Regions from separate parts of the Mus musculus genome. Here all the other regions are linked to region 3. The links are chromatin contacts, called in public ChIA-PET, HiChIP or PLAC-seq and promoter capture Hi-C maps. All regions are on one chromosome and are shown on one strand. Each heading gives the region's core, a stretch centred on a gene start, on an enhancer-like site or on the middle of the called end of the contact. The rest is flanking DNA. Distances are from core to core; before and after follow the strand shown.

Region 1 (2,700 bases), core at 165-2,664, 250 kb after region 3:
AAAAATGAGTCACCAATGACCTCTTAGTGGCCTTCCTAACCCTAAAAGGCACACCAACCCAGGCTTGGATTTTCTGGGTCTTATCCCACAATTGCCTAACTGCCATTCAGATAGCATCCCTGGAATACCATCTTCCTTGAAAACACTCTCAAGTTCTAGATGGAGCCGTAGCTCTGGACAGACCCTTCATGCCTGTCCAGACATCTCTTCTCCTCCCCATTTTTCCAATCCCCTAACTTTCCCAGACCTTTGAGGACACTCTAAGTCACGGCTAGTATAAATCATCCACAAGCAACTCGCTGTACTCCCAGGCCCTCCCCCTTTGCCGCTCAGACTCCAAGCCCTTCGCTCCTCTGGGTCGCCAGAGGCCAGAGAGAGGAGAAGGTTGGCGCCGCCTGCTCCAAGCGCTGCTCACGACCCTGGAAAATCTCCCGGAGGATTGCGGAGGTCGCTCTTGCAGGTGCGAGGCAGGCTCAGCTGAGCGGCGCCCAGGAAGAGGCCCGAAGTGTGGACAGCGCACAGGGTGCTGAATCAGACACGGGGGTGGCGGAGCGCCAGGGCCGCGGGAGGACAGGATGAGCCAAGGTGCACCCCGACTGGGCAGAGCGAGCAGAACCGGGGACGCGCCGCCGCCGTAGGGTCCCGAGCGCCGGTGCCCGGAGCGCGGGCGAGGGGCGCGGCCCTTACCTGGCCGAAGGCGGAGCTGAGCATGGGGCGCAGCCGGTGGAGGAACGGGTCCGCCTCGGGGGTGCCAGCAGGAGCCGGGTCCCCGCGACCCCGCGATCGCAGGGAGCCCCGTAGACCGAGCGCTGGCGCCAGCCCCCGTTCCTCCCCATCGCGCCCGCGGGCCGGCGGTAGCGTCTCCCGGGGCCTGCAGTGCGCCTGGGGCAGCCCACGCCGGCTCCCGCGCGCGCCCTCGTCCCGCGGCACGGGCCGGCACAGGGGCCTCCGCGAGCTGGGGTCCCCGCACGGTGGAGGCGAGCCGGGGCAGGGACCGGGCAGCCGGCGGCCACGCAGCCCGGGGTCCCGCGCAGAGCTGTGGCGGGGAGCCCGGCTGCCCCCGCTCGCCGCCGCCGCCTTGAGCAGCGACGTCTTGGACTCGCTCTTGGCAATGTGCGAGCTCATCGCGGCGGGGCCCGCGCTCGCATGGCCCGGCGGGGGTGGTGCGGGGCCCCCGGAGGGCAGAGAGCGGGGCGCCCGGCGGGAGCCAAGCCCGAGGACGCGCTGCAGGCGGGCGCCGTCCCCTGGCCGCTTAAATGCGGCCCCGTCGCCGCCGCCCATGTGACAGCGCAGCCTCTGCGCCTGGAGCCTCGAGCTCCCGGCGGCCGGCGCTGCAGATCTGGGGGGGCAGCTGGTTGTCCCCCGAGAGCCCACCCCCGGCTCTCCCGCGGCCCAGGTGCCGCCGCGCCCCGCCCCTCGCCCCGCCCAGCGCTCGGGGAGTCCCGCTTCCGGGCGCCTCTGGTGGCCAAGGGGGCGCTGCGGCACTGAATGTGAGCACGAGGGAAGGGGCTGGCTAACCTCCCCCAAGGAGACTGGCGGAGCCCCTTATCACGCCCAGAGGATCCCTCCATGCCCAGGATCGGCCGGTCGCCCCCCCCTCACCCCAAAGTCAAGCAAGGGTGCACTTTCCAGAGAGAACAACTTTGGCAATAGGACCAAAGGGGTGCAGGACGCTAGAGACTCAGCTAGGATGCAGGCACTCTGTGACACCATCCAGACAAACGCAGGAGCCAGATGACCTGGAAGGATAAAGCTAGGAGTGTATCCATGCCTCGTCCATCCACCTTCCATAGAGTACACCGGACTAGGATTGCCCCGAGCAAGTCAGCCACGGAATTTACAGTTGACACAACAGAAGAGGAGCCAGGTGGCATCTGGCTGCAGCTACCTGTCCCGGAAGTGCCTGGTGGTGGTCAAGTTCCAGGTAGGACACGTTGGCTATGCTTGTTTCTCCATCGAACCACCTCCTGCCCTTCTAGTTGTTAGAGAGAGGACTCCTGCCCTTGGTAAGCATCCAGGAAGTCACACTGTGCTGGTTTCAATCTCAAATCCCAGCTCTGCAGCTTGCCATCTGGGAAGCTTGGGCAAGTGTCATCAGCCTCCCTGAGCCGGTTTCCCCTCTTCAGTGAAATGCAAATGATTCTTCCCAAACTGATTTCGTGGCGACACAAGATTTCCTGGTGCTCAAGAAAGACTCCAGCAGGAGGGAGCTGGCACAGGGCACACACTCATTTAGCAGCTTCTCTCCAGTCTGCACCTCCTGAGGCCCCCTTGTACCAAGGTGCTTAGTAGTAGGGACGTTAAGATTTGGAGGCGAGGGCCTCCCTGTTCTCTGCCCATCCTCTGTCCCTTACAACCTGCTCACTGCTTAGCCTCATTAGGATAGATGGGCAGACTCCCAATATCACGGGGCTTCGAGGAGGACCCTCTTTTTTGCATGGTGTATTTCTACCTATGCATGTGCAAAAAAAGAAAGATCTGGACGTGGTGGCATGGGCCTGCAATTCCAGCATGTGGTAGGTGGAGGAACCAGAATTGCTATAAACTTGAGGCTTCAGAGTAAGACTCTGTTTAACTATTCTAACTCGTGTGTGTGTGTGTGTGTGTGTGTGTGTGTGTGTGTGTTTTGGGGGGGGGATCTGGGTGTGGTGGCACATGTCTGAAATCCCTTGGGAGAAGCAAACAGGAGGGTTAGAATAA
Region 2 (2,700 bases), core at 45-2,544, 250 kb before region 3:
TGATCTACAGCTGAGATACAGGCGAAAAAAAGCAGGTCTTAGGCATGCCACGGGTTGACAGAGCACCCACTGGGCAGTGCTGGAGCTTTCTCAGCCTCTGAGAAAGCCTGAGACCTGCTCTCGGGATGCTCCTCCAGGCTGGCGCATTGGGCCCGAAACTAGATTCAAGAACTTCACACAAGTTCCTTTCCACAGCTAACACCCACCCTTCACAGGCTCTCATTTAGTCCCCACCCCCAAACCTGCCATTTCACAGATAGGGACTCCAAGACACAGATCTACATGGCCACACACGCCCTATCCCCACCAGGGGTTGAGTGGGTGCCAGACCTCCTCAGGCTAAGGCGGTTTCAAGGCTCTGTCCAAGTATTTCAACTGGACTCTGTACCCGGGAGCTGGTGTCATCCTGCAAAGTCACCAAGTGAGCTAGCAGGGTAGGGCGCTGGGAGCGTCCCCACCAAGAAGAAAGCTGGGCTCAGGTAGCAGCACCCTCTGTGAACCGCAAGGCAAAGGGCAGGGCAGGAGGCATTAGTTTTCCTTCCACTTTACAACAAGGTCTTAGGCTGGAGGAGGGGCGGGGAGAGAACGCGCCTGAAAGTGGCTTGGGGACTCATTCCAGCGCTCCTGGGAGGTGCTTCAACTTGACATATGGAAGACCGGACTTTTTCCTTTTCGAAAGGGGGTGGGGATCCGAGCTAAGCACCCTGCAGCTGACATCACCCCCACAATCCAGCCCCCTTTCCCAGATGGGGGAAACCCTTTTCATGACTTCCTCTAAAAAGGGCCCTTGAGTTTTGCAGCTCCATCTTCAAGTCCTTGGAGGTGGTGGGGTGGGATGGGGGTGTTCTTTGGTCTGGGATGGGAAGAGGCTGGGGTGGGGGGTAGGGCTTATCGTTCAGAGTGAGGGTGGGGGAGAATTGAGAACCATTCTGAAGGGGGCGGAAAATGAAGCCGGGGATGAAGATGTTAGGCGCAGCCGGAGGGCTGATGAAGCATGCCCACGGTGCAATAGCAAGCGGTGTTTGGGTGCAATGGATGACAGGGAGTTAAGGGCCCGGGTGCATCTGAGGAAGAGGGATCTGGGCAGGTGAGGAGGACTGGCAAAGCCCGGGACTCACCAAAGAAGGGCGGCAGGTGAGCCACAGCCTCCAGGAAGGGCCCGGTCTCGATCTGCCGGTCTGCGGGCAGCGGCTTGAGCAGGTGCTCGGCCAGCAGCGCCATTTCGGGGTCGAGGCCCTTGGTGATGCCCCAGCCCGCGCCGAGGGCGTCCGCGCCCGGGCTGTCGCCGCCCGCCGCCTCCCGGGACGCCAGCGTCGCCACTTCCGCCCGCGCCTCGCAGCGAGCGCCGAGCGCCGCCCGCAGGCCGGAGCCATGGAGCACTCGGCCCCGCCCCTCAGGGGCTCTGCCAATGGGCGCCCACCGCCGCGCCCTTCCGACCAATCGAAGCCCGCCGCCCCCGCAGCCGCCGCGCCATTGGTCTGGAGGCGGGGCTTAGCGGAAGCGCGGGCGTCTTGCACCTGGTGAGCCGCGCCCAGGTTGGGATGCTCTGGCCGGGTTTACAGCTCAAACCCTGACGGGGCCTTGTTTCCCAATCCAGGGTCCTCCAAAGTGCCAGGTTCGCGCCCCACAGCCTACACCCCGGCTCACCTCAGCCACAATGCAGCCTAGCTGCTGCGTCCTGAAACACAGAGCTCAGTGTGTTTAGGGAACACTCCCTAATTCCATGGAGAGATAACAGCCCAAATTCCAAGTGGAGAGCCTGGTACTCCGCCCACACTGAGTATTCAGTAATCCTACTCTGCACTGCTGCTGCTCCGTACTGTGATGGTCACGGAGGATAGAGTGACCATGGCGCTTAAGCAAAGCCTTAAATTGAGGGAGCCGGAGAGCTGTGAGCGGTGCACGGGAAGGGCGAGCAGGGGCTGGGAGTAATTTGGGCAGTGGTGGCGCACGCCTTTAATCCCAGCACTCGGGAGGCAGAGGCAGGTGGATTTCTGAGTTCCAGGACAGCCTGGTCTACAGAGTGAGTTCCAGGACAGCCAGGGATACACAGAGAAACCCTGTTTCGAAAACCAAAAAATAAAGGAAGGAAGGGAGGGAAGAAGGGAGGGAGGGAGGGAGGGAGGGAGGGAGGGAGGGAGGAAGGAAGGAAGGAAGGAAGGAAGGAAGGAAGGAAGGAAGGAAGGAAATTAGTTGTGGTTCATAGTAAGGGCAGTGAGAAGATGTCTAGGGGCCAGAAAAGCATATACTAAATCTTGTTAAATGATTTTAATTTACCCTTTCAGGAGGCAGATGGCAGAAAGATTGACCCAAACTACAGGCATGACCCCAAGAAGTCGCGGGCGGGGAAAGATCCGACCGTCCTTATCTCTTGCATGCCCAGTCACGTTAGATCTCCTACTGATAGGTGCCCAAGCCACCAATTTCAGCTTGTTCCCACCCCACCCAGACTCCCCGCCTCGGGCATCCCAAGATGCAATCTTCCTACAACAGCCTCCCCAGTGTCCCAGCTCTGCCAGAACCCCACCCACCTTTGGGAAGACTCCCTAATTCCATGGAGAGATAACAGCCTGCACTGGGGCCTCTGGCTTCAGAGAGAATCCTGATGGCTCAACCTGCTCCATTCCAGCTGAGACACTCAGAAACCACATGTGACTCGACACAAGAAAGATGGATCTTTTAGATAGTAGCTTGGTGTCC
Region 3 (2,700 bases), core at 14-2,513:
GAAGTCAGCAATGCCAACAGTGCTCCCTCTCGCCAGTATTGTACACAACAACAGACACATGGGTGGGGCTGCTTCGGAAGTTGTTGGAAACGCTGTCTTAAACCCAGGTCAAAAGTCAATCACTTTTGTAATGAAACTCAAACAACTCAAACGGCAACTTTTAAGCTCGGGTGTTCTAATAGAAAACAATCAAAAGGTGTATTAATCTGATATGTATTAAGGAGTGACATTAAAAAAAAGTCTTCGTTTTCTGCAATTAAACAGTTGTGTTTCATAAGAGCAGAAAACTTTGTGTAGGGCTGGAGAGATGGTTCAGAGGTTAAGAGAACTGACTGCTTTTCCAGAGGTCCTGAGTTCAATTCCAGGAACCACATGGTGGCTCACAACCATCTGTATTGGGATCTGGCGCCCTCTTCTGGTGTGTCTGAAGACAGCTACAGTATTCATTCATATACATAAAATAAATCTTAAAAAAAATGTTGCCTGGTAGTGGTGGTGTACACCTTTAATCCCAGCACTTGGGTGGCAGAGGCAGTCGGATTTCTGAGTTCAAGGCCAGCCTGGTCTACAAAGTGAGTTCCAGGACAGCCAGGGATATACAGAGAAACTCTGTCTCGGGAAAAAAACAAAAACAAAAAACAAAAAAAAAAAAACAAAACACACACACACACACACAAAAGCTCTCAAGTGCTAGTCTACAGGTGTTTTACGGACTATGCACTAACTGCTAAATCCTCCGCTGTTCCAAGAGTCATTCCGATCTGATTTGTTTGTTCTGTTTGTTTGTCAGACCCTCAAAAGCCTACAGTTTAACAATCTTCCTAAGATCAAAACCTGAAGTAAAAAAGGTGGCTAGTTGCCTTCCCGATTTCATTAAATCGCACATGAATTCATTTTTCCTTAAAAAATTAAAAATAAAAACAAAACTAATCCTGCTTCTGTCATCTTCTTGTTTGACTTTAGGGTATTATCGTTCCCTGTGCAAACAAGAGAAAAAAAGAGAAAAGGTGGGGAGGGGATCACAAGGAGAGACGGGGAGGAGAGGAAAGGGGAGGGGATGAGAGGAGAAAAAAGAAAAGGAAAAAGAAAAACAACAACAACAAAAAGATTGGAGAAGGTGGTGGTCTCCTGGATCCTTCCGGAGCTCATTTTTCTGTACCGTTCGCCGCCAATGGTGGTCTGGGAACTACAATTCCCATGATGCTCTGACAGGTGGGTCATGTGAGAGGGAAGCTTTTTACCCCCCACAACCCCTTGCGGCATCCCAGGATGGTGGCGCCCAGCGGTGCAATGAGCGATTCGGAGAACAGCAGCAGTAGCAGCAGCGATGCGGAGGAATTGGCACGCTGTCGCGAGGCGGCTACGCCCGCCTGGGGGCTGGAGCAGCGCCCGGGGGCAGCGGAGAGACCCGAAGCCGGTAGGGGACTTTCTGGGGCTCAGGCTCCTCCCCGGGGGCCTGAAACGGATGCGTGGTGGGGTGCGAGCCATGGCGTCCTGACGTTTTAGAGGAGCTTTCTTGGGGGAGCTTCTGAGATCTTTTGGGGATCACACTGACACCGAGGGCAGAGGGTGATTGCTTTATTCCCGTGGAGGCCGCAGAGGCACCTAAATGCCTCCTGACTGCTTTCCTCAATGCGTCCTGTGTCCTCCCTCTGGAAAGGTAACCAACCCATCACCTGTCTGAGATGACCGTGATGCCCCTCCTTCTTGTAGTCTCAGAATCCCGACTTTCTCGGCCCTCACTTGATGTCTCATTCAGACTGAGCTCACCCGGGAGTATACCTAAACGAGAGATTGCCTAGCAGACGGAATGTATCCGGCATCTGCCAGTATAATGACTCTTAATCATGGTTAGAGAATCCAACAGGCCTTATAATTTAGAGAGTAGGCAGAAATATATATATATATTGCATCTGTACTTGAACTCCTCGTGGGAATTTAATACCTTCTCCTCTCCTGCATGTGAGCTACAAGCCACAGTCACGTGATAATACCTGTTTGTCCCAGTAGACGACACCATATTGTTACATCTCGTTACAGCCTTTTACAGATACATCCAAACATTTTCTTCACAGTACACTGTTGGAAAAGAATCATTTACACTCTTACCCACCATAAAGCCCCTGAGATGTCTAGTTCCATTTCCAGATCAGTGAGTTGCCTCAGCAATTGCTACACAAACCTGCCAACCTCACTGGATTCCCAGAACCCATGGTAAAAGAGAGGATTAACTCCCAAAAGTTGTCATGTGACTTAGACATACAACAGTAAACATTTTCAAGTCTCAGAAGGGGACCGATGTAAAAACAAAGTATATAACTTATAGTTTTATTTTATTTTATTTTAGACATAGAGTCTCCCATGTAGCTCTGACTGCCCTAGAACTCGCTACATAAACCAGACTGGTCTTAAACTCATAGAGATCTGCCTGCCTTTGCCTTCTGAGTGCTGGGATTAAAGGTGTGTGTTGCCAAGCCTGGTTTAAAAAGTGGCCTTTAGATTATTCTATTACATTTTATGTTGTGTGTCTGTAGACTCACACAGGTGTCATGGGAGCTTAGAAGTCATGTGGGTCCTGGGGATCAAACTGAAGTGGTTAGGCTTGGTGGCAAGTATCTGGAGAGCCATCTTGTCTTCCTTGGAGGAGAATTGACTCACTTTATAGATGTGAAAAACAAAACCTTGGGGGTGGGTTAAATG
Region 4 (2,700 bases), core at 174-2,673, 200 kb before region 3:
GTGGGAGAGCCCTTTGGCTTTCCTTGAGAAGATGTACCTTGTGACCAGGCCTTACAATACTCTGAGTCTGAGATCGCGTTCCTCAACAATAGTATAAACCCCAAAGCCAGCCTATTTTTTTCTGCGTGGGGTGCATAGCGAGCTTTTTCTCACGACAGTCAGCGATGCTTACGGTGCCCAGAGTCTAGGGCACAGCTGGCTTTCCCATCTGTCGCTCTCCATCATCATCCCAAGCACTGCCTTCCCCACTGACCTCTCCTACAGGCAGTTCCCAGTCCCTGAAGCAGGGGTTCTCAACCTTCCTGACGCTGTGTCCCCTTAACACAGTTCCTCATGCTGTGCTGACCCCTAACCATAAAATTATTTCGTTACTACTTCCTATCTGTAATTCTGCATTTTCCAATGGACTTAGGCGACCCCTGTGAAAGGATTGCTTGACGTCCCCTAAAGGTTGAGAACGGCTGCCCTGGGGGAATGACTAGGATAGTGCAGCGTACACGGGTTGCCTCTCCTTGTTAGTACAGGCAGACATGTGGCAGTCTTCTGTGTGTCAAGCCCTGCTCGAGGTGGTGACAGCAGGCTGAGATGCTGGCGAGGGTTGCCAGGGTAGCAGTCAGAGCCAGTGCCAGCAGAGAAAGCACGGCACATGGTACGTGCCAGGGCTTACGCTGAGAAGCACGTGCTTCTGCCTGCTCTGTCTGCATGGTGAGATTAATTTTAAGAATCAGCAATAGGTGTGGAAAATCACACCCAAGCAGTAGCTTCCAGATTCCCAGAAAGCCCAGGACAGGGCAAAGTTATGCTATCTCACACCAATAGTGGGCTGCTAGGTCTCTCCTAGGGGAGTTTACTCTGAATGCATTTTTAGGTGCAAACCCAAGGCTTTGTGTCCATACATACACTGAATTAGAATCCCAGCCAAGCACAGGCCCTGGCCCAGGCCTTGCTCATGCTAGGCAGATGCACCACCCACCACTGGGCTATAGTCTCTGTGCTACACTGAACACGTTTCTCATCAGAGCGCTGCATTTCAAACATACACACACAGCCTGCTTTCAAGAGGACAGTATGTCTATGTCTGTTATAGTAAATGTTTTCTTCCCTCTGACCATAAGCATGGTGACCGGGATCAACGAGTCAACCATCCTGGCATTTATTAACATGTTACCTTTTTCTGCATAATTCTCAGCTCGTCACTCAAGTTGTTATTCACCTTCATTAGCTGCTGTCTCTTGGCCTCAGAAGCCACTAGGGCGCTTTTGACCTCCATAAATTCCTGCACAGTGACTGGTCCATCTGACAAATCTGAATCTAGGCTCTAAAAATAAACCGGGAAAATGTTCACAATCCGCGATGATGATGTTAAAGACTAACAGCTAAAGAATGTCCATCTCCACCACGCCCGCTGGACTGCAAAGGTGGACCATATGAAAGGCAGGGGCACTCCAGGACTCATGACACTCTGCAGAGCTTCCTGCAGGAGCAGGCAGAGCGCTGCAAACCTCTGTGGACACTGGCTGCCAAGGCTCTGCGCTGCCCTGCACACACTGTCCTTGCTAACTTAAAGAGCTTACTCTATGGATTCACTCGCTCCACATGACCTAGTGAGCATCAGTCAGTCTCCAGTGCGCTGTGACAGAGAGGACAGGCTGCTACATCCATGGCGCTCACACTCCAGCAGCACAGGAAAGGGGATGGCTAAGGTGTTCCAAGGCAGGACAGAGGGACTGAGTGCTGGGGACACAGACAATGGAGCGGGTGGGACGCAGCAGCTGGCTGGGCTGCCTGGGGAGGAGCTGGGGGAGCTGGAAGGCGTGCCTGAGGAGGCCAGGGCTCCTGAGAGTCCAGCAGCAGTGCTCAGCGAGAGGCTGAAAGGGCAGCAGGAGCCCAGCCAATCAATGGATGGTCCGTCCCTGAGGGACTGGTAATGACCCTGCCTGTAACTGAGTGGACTGGCACGGGGCAGTCCAGGTAGGGGCGTCCCTTCTGCCAATATCAAACAGCAAATGCTGGACAAATCTAAGCTTATCTCCCTGCTTCAAACCTGCAGACCTCGGCAGCCTAGCTTCTTGTTTATTTGTTACTCAGTGTCTGTGGAGTGCCTATCTGAGTCTGTCCTGAGGGTTCAGCCTGCAGACCCCTTGGCCCTGTCCCCTGTTCACTCAACAGTGCCCTGTCTCTCTCCCTGGGCCCCACTGGCCTGAGCCCTGAGGCCGTGCTGCAATGCCCTTTAGAGCTGAGGTCCTCACTGTGCTGTCCAGAGTCTCTGCACAGTGTGGGGCTCTTCTAGGCTGTTCCAGCCCAGGCTTTCTTGTTCTGCCTTCTACGCGGGTGCAGGACAGCACATCTATGAGGCCTTGTTTCAGAGCCCTGTACTGTCAAGAGCTCCTCCCTTGATGCTCTCTCTTCCAAACTCCTAACCTCCAGCTTGTCTGCTCTTGCGATGCGCACCACCTGTGCAGTGCATAGTCTCCTGTCCCCTGCTTCCCCATCAGTGAGGTCATGAGGGGAGGAGCTAAGCACACTGGGACACAGAGAAGCCTCCAGTCCTGACCTCAGCCTAGAGTCAACGCTGATCCTTCACTTGCTCAGTGACAGGGCCTTATTTTAAGAGCATTTATTTAATCTTTGCTTGGCTTGAGTTAGCAGTGAGCCTAACTTGAGCCCTCTCACAGCACCTTCCAAGGCCTAACCCTTCTG
Region 5 (2,700 bases), core at 87-2,586, 220 kb after region 3:
TTCTCCAAAGAATGAATTGGGGGGGGGGGGGGTAAGGTAACCTATAACAGAAGTGCCTAGGGCAGAGACCCGAGTCCCAGCTAGTTAAGTTAAAAAAAAAAAAAAAAGTTTGTCTACTGTGTCTAGAGACTGCCCAGGAACCTGTATTTTTAACCATCTGTTCTCAAAAATTCTCATTTGGCCGTTGTGAACCTGTATTTTTAACCATCTGCCCTCAAAATTCTCATTTGGCCGTTGTGAACTGTGAAACTCTGTAAAACCCACTTTCCCCCTAAGCTGGGATCAAACGTCTTACGATCACCCGGGGGTCACACTCAAACCTTACACAGGTTGACCTCATAGGCAGGATGGGCTGCGATATACCGACACCCGTCGGGTGGCTTTGACTTTTAAGCATACAAATTCCAAAGGAGGGGAGGGGAGGGGTGCCACAGTCAAACTTTCCCGTACTATTCCCCCTTCGAAGACTCCCTGCCGTTCTGGCGAAGAATCAAGCCTCAGTCCCGGGCTTGGAAGGGGCACGGAAAACGGCGGGTGATCTGTAGGGTGGGCAAAGCATCTCCTGGAAACCGTCGCGATGGATGGCAGAGCAGCGGAGTCGATGACCTCCAACCTGCGAGGCCTCCAGGCGCCAGGCAAAAGGCCACCCTTGCCTTTTACATTCCCAGCTTGGGTGGGATGAGGGGCTGGGGCAAGGTAAAATGAGAAAGGGTCTAAATATAAACTTCTCGCCAACTCTATGCCTCGATGGCTCTTGGAAGCTTCCAGTCAGGGCTAGGCCCTGGGTCCTGGCCAGGTCCCTGGAGGGTGGGGGGTTGGGGGGCTGGGGGTAGGTTCACTGCAGAGAGAAACTTCGTTCCAAGGCTGTGGTCTCCCGGCTGGAGAGGAAGGGGTTCGAGGCCCGCAGCTGCGCCCTGCTCCCAGGCTGCGGACCCCCCCAGGCTCGGCCGGAGGGGCTCTCACCTCGGCCCACCCGGCCTTCCAGAGGGTCCTTGCGGAAGTGGATCCCGTGCACGTCCACATGCGCCTCGCCGCCTGCGTTCACTGCCCAGATGACGCTCTCCGGCAGTCCGGCCCCGGCGGCGCCGACCACGCCGAGCCCCGGACCCCGGAGCTTCGGTCCCAGCAGCAGCAGCAACAGAAGCAGCCGGAGAAGCGCCACAGCGGTTCCCTCGGCTCCCCGGGGCCTCAGCATGGCGGCCACCACGGCGGGGGCAGCCCCTGCCGACCCTCGTCCTCGGCCGGCCGCCCCCAACTCAGGAGAACAGCGCAGCGGACCGTTCTGCCTCGGCAACCCGGGACATGTCGCTCTCAGGGCCTCCTCCTCCTCCTCCTCCACCTCCTCGGCCTTGGGGCGCCGCCTCCCACCTCGGGAGCAACCTACCCCGACGCCCAGCCCTCAGCCCGGAGCGCCTCAGCCAATCAGAGGGAGGCCCTCATGAATTACCCACCACCCCGCCGAGAGCGGCCGCGCCATTGGCTGGTGCGTCCGGGGAGGGGAGTGGCCGCGCCTAGGCTCCGGCCCAACCACGGGGCACGAGAAGGAGCGCGCGCCCAGGGAGGGAGTTCGGTTGAAGCGGCGGTTCCATGCGGAAGTGGCGGGTGCAGCGCCCAGGCCGCCCCGGAATCCCACAGTCGACTGGGAAAGGTGGCCTGGGCCGGGGAAGGTTTAGAGAAGGGCGCACTGACACGTCGCCAACACTTCCGGTGCTCTAGAGCTGGGGACCGAGTCAGCTCAGAAGGGGGCGTTGCCGCCTTTTCCATCCCTCCTCCTTCAACTCAGAAAGCAAGAGCCCAGGCTCTTGCAAGCCGAGCGATGGTTTGTCCCCGGGTGGAGCATCGGGGCCCGTCTCTCCCTTGGATGCCATGTGAACAGGTGGCGGGACACGCGAGTCCCGCGAGGATACGGTCCCCACCGTCACCCCTTAGCAGGCGCTTGGTGTGTGGTAGCGTCCAGGAGGCCGTCCAATCAGAATGCTCCAACGCAGCGGAAACGCGTGGCTGTTAGGGGGAGGGGGCTCCAGGGTGCCTGCGTCTCCATGGCGACGGTCCCTGGCGGGCCTGGAAACCTAAGTGGAGCTAGGGGCTTCCTCCTCCTCCTCCTGCTGGGGACCACTGGCACGACCCGAGCTCCCTGCTTTGGCATTTCACACAGCGCTCTTCTGCGTTATTGTCCATGCCCTTGGGTATCTGCCTCAACTCCCATTTTTCCGACCCAGCCAAGCGGGGGAAGTGGAATCATTTGTTCCATAAGTACTTATCCTGTCCATACAGATAATGCGGACAAAACATGGAAAGCCCGGTTGAATTTGATTTTTGAGGTTCAGAAAAAGGAACATAAAACAACTCTGGGCGCGCTGACGCCAGGTGACGCGTGCCTGTATTCTCAGAGGTTAAAGCAGGATGATTACCGGGAGTTTTAAAAGGCCAGCTTGAGCTCCAAGAGTGCGATCCTGTCTCTATAACAATAAATAGGAGGCTGGAAAGATGGCTCGGTGTCTAGAGCGCTAGCTGCTTTGGCAGAGAACATGGGTTTTTTTACCCCCAGTCCCCTTAAGGCTGCTAAGGATGTGGGGGCCCAAAGGCCAGGAGGTCGTGGCACATGCCTTTAATCCCAGCACTTGGGAGGCAGAGGCAGGCGGATTTCTGAGTTCGAGGCCAGCCTGGTCTACAAAGTGAGTTCCAGAACAGCCAGGGCTA

What was found. Promoter capture Hi-C pulls out the DNA fragments that hold promoters and counts their contacts. ChIA-PET counts read pairs in DNA pulled down with a chosen protein or histone mark. HiChIP or PLAC-seq counts read pairs in DNA pulled down with a chosen protein or histone mark. Capture Hi-C pulls out chosen DNA fragments and counts their contacts.
Region 1: a contact with region 3 is called in a promoter capture Hi-C map of pancreatic islet. The contact joins the promoter of Cabp1 here to the promoter of 2210016L21Rik in region 3. A contact is called at or near these places in 16 of 39 promoter capture datasets (the 3T3-L1 cell line, 3T3-L1-derived adipocytes, the C10 cell line and 11 more), 2 of 484 Hi-C or Micro-C datasets (bone marrow-derived macrophages and olfactory sensory neurons), 4 of 115 datasets of contacts at active chromatin or transcription factors (bone marrow-derived macrophages, forebrain, memory CD8 T cells and 1 more) and 4 of 9 other capture datasets (adipose tissue, liver, macrophages and 1 more).
Region 2: a contact with region 3 is called in an HNF4G HiChIP or PLAC-seq map of pancreatic cancer cells. The contact joins the promoter of Gltp here to the promoter of 2210016L21Rik in region 3. A contact is called at or near these places in 6 of 39 promoter capture datasets (3T3-L1-derived adipocytes, the HPC-7 cell line, cranial neural crest and 3 more), 2 of 484 Hi-C or Micro-C datasets (Sertoli cells and embryonic fibroblasts), 14 of 115 datasets of contacts at active chromatin or transcription factors (the SCID.adh cell line, T-cell acute lymphoblastic leukemia, cardiomyocytes and 5 more) and 3 of 9 other capture datasets (adipose tissue, embryonic stem cells and pancreatic islet).
Region 4: a promoter capture Hi-C map of hippocampal neurons shows a contact between it and region 3, with 2.8 times the contacts expected there. The contact joins the enhancer-like site here to the promoter of 2210016L21Rik in region 3. A contact is called at or near these places in 4 of 39 promoter capture datasets (the 3T3-L1 cell line, the HPC-7 cell line and hippocampal neurons), 3 of 115 datasets of contacts at active chromatin or transcription factors (embryonic stem cells and microglia) and 3 of 9 other capture datasets (adipose tissue, embryonic stem cells and pancreatic islet).
Region 5: an RNA polymerase II ChIA-PET map of memory CD8 T cells shows a contact between it and region 3, with 254 read pairs. The contact joins the promoter of Mlec here to the promoter of 2210016L21Rik in region 3. A contact is called at or near these places in 19 of 39 promoter capture datasets (the 3T3-L1 cell line, 3T3-L1-derived adipocytes, the C10 cell line and 13 more), 1 of 484 Hi-C or Micro-C datasets (CD4 T cells), 14 of 115 datasets of contacts at active chromatin or transcription factors (the 230-238 cell line, the SCID.adh cell line, bone marrow-derived macrophages and 10 more) and 3 of 9 other capture datasets (adipose tissue, liver and pancreatic islet).

Annotation. Positions count from the first base shown.
Region 1 is chr5:115,192,967-115,195,666 of GRCm38.p6, forward strand. It overlaps Cabp1 (calcium binding protein 1), which reads right to left and starts at 1,415. Exons shown (of 6, transcript NM_001310712.1): 1 at 688-1,415. The coding sequence starts at 1,281. It overlaps Gm35515 (a long non-coding RNA gene), which reads left to right and starts at 1,372. Exons shown (of 3, transcript XR_387599.4): 1 at 1,372-1,924.
Region 2 is chr5:114,689,641-114,692,340 of GRCm38.p6, forward strand. It overlaps Gltp (glycolipid transfer protein), which reads right to left and starts at 1,295. Exons shown (of 5, transcript NM_019821.2): 1 at 1,119-1,295. The coding sequence starts at 1,221.
Region 3 is chr5:114,940,939-114,943,638 of GRCm38.p6, forward strand. It overlaps 2210016L21Rik (RIKEN cDNA 2210016L21 gene), which reads left to right and starts at 1,264. Exons shown (of 6, transcript NM_028211.1): 1 at 1,264-1,417. The coding sequence starts at 1,270.
Region 4 is chr5:114,742,563-114,745,262 of GRCm38.p6, forward strand. Git2 (GIT ArfGAP 2) reads right to left here. Exons shown (of 20, transcript NM_001347400.1): 14 at 1,169-1,318. Among named protein-coding and RNA genes, the nearest start is that of Mir7028, 24 kb to the left of the region's middle. Within about 2 kb of position 1,424, at least 62 of the 459 cell types and tissues checked have an H3K27ac peak or open chromatin away from gene starts, as enhancers often do. A contact at or near this core is called in hippocampal neurons, where this site is marked.
Region 5 is chr5:115,156,840-115,159,539 of GRCm38.p6, forward strand. It overlaps Mlec (malectin), which reads right to left and starts at 1,337. Exons shown (of 5, transcript NM_175403.3): 1 at 964-1,337. The coding sequence starts at 1,195. Gm35465 (a long non-coding RNA gene) reads left to right here and starts at 2,660. Exons shown (of 2, transcript XR_387598.3): 1 at 2,660-2,700.